Linked DNA regions of Astyanax mexicanus: region 1 is linked to region 2. Evidence: chromatin contacts called from public Hi-C data. All regions are on one chromosome and are shown on one strand. Each heading gives the region's core, a stretch centred on a gene start, on an enhancer-like site or on the middle of the called end of the contact. The rest is flanking DNA. Distances are from core to core; before and after follow the strand shown. Region 1 holds the start of selenot2 (selenoprotein T, 2). Region 2 holds the start of wfs1b (Wolfram syndrome 1b (wolframin)).

The links. A called contact is a pair of places that touch in the nucleus more often than the background predicts.
Region 1: a contact with region 2 is called in a Hi-C map of blood, with 2.8 times the contacts expected there. The contact joins the promoter of selenot2 here to the promoter of wfs1b in region 2. A contact is called at or near these places in 2 of 3 Hi-C or Micro-C datasets (blood and muscle).

The regions. Positions count from the first base shown.
Region 1 is chr10:19,073,631-19,076,330 of AstMex3_surface, forward strand. selenot2 (selenoprotein T, 2) reads right to left here and starts at 1,262. Exons shown (of 7, transcript XR_007440935.1): 1 at 902-1,262.
Region 2 is chr10:18,892,846-18,895,545 of AstMex3_surface, forward strand. It overlaps wfs1b (Wolfram syndrome 1b (wolframin)), which reads left to right and starts at 1,399. Exons shown (of 8, transcript XM_022683592.2): 1 at 1,399-1,667.

The DNA.
Region 1 (2,700 bases), core at 12-2,511, 180 kb after region 2:
TAAAAATGTATCTGCCAATGCTGACACCGATACACACATTTATAACGTACAGAGACTGGTACATTTGTTTCGAACAACTGTAAACAATAATAAAATAAAATATGTCTTCCAAGAAATTTGTTGTTATTTTGTCAATAAATAAAACTAAATGTACCAATTGATATAGTGCTTTTAAAAAAACTGATGCTGCAAAACAGCTTTATGAAATTTATTACCAGGATCATATATCTCTGTTAAATGGAGTAACAATACGTCTTAACCATATTTACATTTTACAAGTAAAAATCTTAGTCACAGATAGCTATAACTAATTTGTTTTAGAACAAAAGTAATGTAATTCCAGATATTAATAAAATAGCCTAGAAAAAGATTATGGCTCAGTATAATGTCATGCTATGTACTGCTAGCCTGGCCTCACTAACTACCGCCTTACTGAAAATAAAGTACATTAACAACATTGTCATTAGCAACAAACTGTAACATCAGAGAGAGCGAGAGTTGATAATGTTTAATATGTGCATTAAATATGAAATAACATATTTTAAAGACATTTTAGAGAACATAACTGTTAGCTCACTAGCTAGGTAACTAGTTAGCTTGGCTAGCAGATCTGTATCTACCACCCTGGAGATGAGTAAACGAGATCCAGAAAGTAAAAATCCACCCCAAGGTTTTGTACCAACTGCCTGGGCGGCTCAGCCGCAGCTTCAACCGCCGAGTGAGTTGATACAAAACCCTGGGGTGGATTTCTACTTTCTGGATCTGGGTTACTCACCTCAACTCAGCACTCATTCTCAGAGCAGAGGCTAACGGCGTTAGCTAAGCTAAGCTAAGCTAACGAAGGTAGCTCAGGCTATTTAACCGAATATAGAACAGGCCCTGAATCAGTGAATTCCCTCACCAGTACTGGAACTTCAGGAGCGGGCCGGTGTAAAACTTGGCCTTGCTCTGCCGCTGAGTGAGCGGGTCTGGGTTGAGAAAGCCCCCCGGCCCCGAGCTTTCCGCCGCGGCCTGCTGCTGCTCGGGCTGCTGCTCCACCGCGCTCCGGCCGAGGTAAATATCCCGCACCGTCACCACGGTAAACAGCAGCAACGCCGTTAATATCCCCGCCTGGCTGTATTCAGCCATGTCTGCGGGGTGAAAAAACACGGGGAACGTCCAAAAACGTCCCCACGCCGCCACCTGCAGTGACCGACCGGTCTGTTCAGTCTTCAGTCGCCGCCTCTCTCCTTATTATCGCCAGTGAACCTCAACCAGTCATGGACCCCAACGGAGTGATGGCGAGATGAGGATACATCCCAAATTGCTTCGTCTGTCCTATCTAGTGCACTACATATGTCACAAAATTACAGCTCTACACTTAAATCTAGCATTAATTCTGTCTAGTATAACAGCATATGTTCTCTTTCACAGGCTGCGCGACTCCGTACAAAACAATTAATACATTGTTTTGATATAGAAGCTACGGTAAAGCTTTTAAAGAATGTATCGAGTCTACTATATAGGGAGAAGGGCATATTTTAAACGCGCCCGAAGATTTTTCAAAATAAAAGCACAAAAAAACTTTGAAAATCTAATATCTAATATAATGGCACATATATTAGACATGCATAGGCAGGCAGTGAGATTATATATAACATGTATATATACATAAATATCAGTGTAACGTTAGGTATTACACAGGTAACTTTGGGCTTATTTGTGACATGCCCACCAGTGTTTCAAAATAAAAGGCCTTCTGGGGATATAATTAAATTTTTTCAAGGGATTTCCTTTGCTGCCTTCTACAGGAGGAATTGAAAGAAGTGAAAAAAGATTGACTACAGCTCCACCTGCTGACCCTTTGCCAGAATGAACAAAAATGAGAATGAGAATGAGAAAAGTATGAACAGCCAGTAAAGTAGTAACATGATAGTGGGCAGTTATAGATGAGGTGTACTTAAACTTGTCCCAAAGAAAGTGTTACATATTATATTAAAAATCTTCTTCTTCTTTTCATCATTATTATTATTATTATTATTATTATTATTATTATTATTATTATTATTATTATTAAAGTGTTTATTTTATTTATTTATTTATTTTATTTATTTTTTATTTATAGTGGGTTTTTTTTTTTTATGTGGCAGGGCCACATATTACAGTTGGAAATTTAACTTGAAGCTCAGAACTGGACAATATGTTGCTCTGCATATACTGACATTTAAAACAATGACAAATTATCAGTGAAAGGGCCTTTCTTATACATTTAACAAAGGTGTCAAAATATTTACACTTATCAATGAACAGACTGAAGGAATATAATCACCAGAGCAGCCGACACAGCATTCTTCACTTCATAATGAACATGTTTTATCTTTACACCAGCAGCAGTCTTCGTGCTGAAGCATTTATCTGAGAACAAACCTTTCATACAGCAGCATATTAATTATTGCAAAAAACGTACTATTCCACAAATAGTTCAGACATAGTTCAGATAAATTAATAGCTAACTTCTATTTGGACGAGATTTTATCTTTTACTTGGACAAAGTTGAAATTTGGTAGCAAATATACAGTACTGTAAATATACAGTATTTTTGTAACATATGATACTTACGTATGAATCACACAAACATTCTAAGTAGGTTTGTGTGCAATTCTGACACAAATTCAGGGTTTGGGTTTGAAAGTGTAAGTTCGTGTATGTTGTTTTTTAATG
Region 2 (2,700 bases), core at 149-2,648:
AAGGAAATACAGACACCTACCACTCGTAATTGTAGTTAAAATATTTTAACACTCTACATACTAAAGAAATGTGGGGGTTAAATCAGGCTCAGACAGTCATTCTCAACAGAACAAGCACAGGTTCAGGTTCGGGCTGAATTTTTTTGGGCCTGATCTAAACTCTATTCACATGCACAAGATTGTGTTGTATTTGGTTTTAAATTCAAAAAATATCTTTCTATTCAGAGAGGCCTTGGACAATTGGAAAGGTGGCTGTGAGTTTCAAAATGTTAAAGAGCACTATTTCTGTAATGAAGAGTGAATTCAGTGTTAGTGTTGTAGTTGATGACTTAAAAAAGGCATCATAAAGTCAAAGCAAAATGTGTTAAATTTCTGTTATTATTCATTTATTTTCTAATTACTAATATGTTTGAAGAATGCAGTAAACAGTAAATGTCAAATATTGATGTAGCAGTCATGTCCTACCGAGAGTAAATTGCATTAAATAGAATTAATAACTTAGCACATCATATATATTTGTAAAGGGAAATTGATTTAATGATAAATAAAACAAAATAACAATTTATATAATTAATACAAGTACATTATAATTTAAATTAAGAACATAAATAGTTTTATGCTAAATATATACAACAGTTTAATATTCAGAATACACATTATACATATTTACAGTTTTAAAGTGTAAAAACGTTTTATATATTTGTTCTTCAAGTCGTGTCTTTGTATTTTGTCTTTAAATATAGTAAATGCTGTACATGTCTTTCATGGACATAACGTGGTTCTGTGTACTTCTTTTCAGTTATACATCATCAGTTAAAACATAAAATTAAACAACTTTATCAAAGTGTAACAGAAAAAGACTAAAATGTGAAAGAAAACCTTTTATATTTAACGTTTATTTTTACTTTTAGAATGTGAGGTTAGTGGTGATACATTTTTACATTCATTCGGGTATATTGTTGCCGCCATACCTCCACTTTTTTATTACATTATTTATATATTATATGAGAAATTATCTGAAAATGTTGTTTGTTTTTTGAGAACGGATTCTACATTTTGTGGCAAAGTTACCTGCGATAATAATGATATTTAATACTTGAGGACTTTTATTTTGGCATTTAGCCACACTGTTAGGTTGTGTCTCAAACGGAACACATGTTGCCTACTCAGAAAGTCTTCTGGGACAGGAAGGCTTGTCTGAATATGAATTAACAGAGTGTAGTAATCGTAGGTAACGCTAGCTTTCTTACATTATGTGTTATGTTATTTAGTTAAAAAAGAGTCGCCTGGGGTTCAACTTAAATAAGGAACAAAATAAGGAGCTAGAGAAGTATCGAGGCAGCTGGTGTCGGATTGGGACAGAGCCAGCGGCAGCGGGAAGTCTGGTGCGGTGCGTCAGAATTGTAGTCCAATGAAACAAAGCGCTGCTGCAAGCGGGGGGCGGGGTTATTCAGAAAGCAACAGCTGGATCGGCCCCTGTGCGGATGGCTTCACCTTCAGAGCCTGTTTATGTGCAAATGCTGCGTTGAGACACGTATAAACACACGCGTACACAAAAACATACAGAGCTCAGACAGTAGAGAATGAGCAGCGCGGAGTGAGCGGAGTCCGAGAGCGAGTCTTCCCGCGTCCTTCATCAGGAGAGCCGCGGAGGAGGAGGAGAGCCGGTGAGTGGAACTAGCCTCCGGTACTTCTGGCTAACCGAATCTAGCTGTGTAGCTTTATAAGCTTATATAATGGCATTAATTGGGCTAACAAAAAATAAAGTGACGTTTTCACAGCTGCTGTGGGTTTAAACTGTAGTTTTACTTATTTATTAGAGGAAACCTCTTCTTGCACGACCTTCAGAAAAGATGCTGAAAGCCCAACTTTTGTACAGTGTTTCTCAGGGTTGTTGACAAAAGTTAGTTAACCTAGTTATCTAGGTTATCTAGCTTAGCTGCAGTAAGGGATTTTGTTCTTGGCAGGATGTCAGTAAGGGCTGTATTCCAGATAAAGAAAGTGTGTTGGGAGGATTTTGTTGGCAGTGATATTTGAAACCGGACCCTTTGGTTATATAGGACCTGTCACAAGGTTCAGAGAAGAACAACACGTACTTTAGTAATGGTCTGCACAGAGCCAGGTAACATATTTTACTGACCAATAATACTGCCATGGTCATCTTAGTGCTTCTAGCCCCCAGTGTTGTCACAGTACCAAAATAAGCTATAACTTTTGATACGATACCTGCATAAATATCTTAATACTGATACTGAAACAATAACCTAAAACCAAAATACAAAAAAAAAAAAGAAATTATTGGAATAACAAAATTATTAATTAATTATTTTATTAATTGTATTATTTATTAGTACGATTTTATTAATAAATCATATTTTAAATACAACTATATACATATTAATAGGAGAATAAAAAATATAAAATATGTTGTTTATACTCCATTTCAAGTAAGAATATAATAAAGTTATGGAAATTCTTTGATAACGTACCTTTGTCTGTGAGCCGTCTGAGAGAAGAGACCCTTCCCAATCAAAAAATTAAATAAATATAGTCGTCATCATCATTAACCCCAGCCCCAAGTTCAAGGGAAAAAAAGTAATTGGCTGCATCCGAAATTGTGTACTTCCATACTGAACAGTTCGCAAAAGCAGTATGCGAGATGGGGTAGAGTGTCCAAATGTGCAGTAGAAGAGTTAGAGT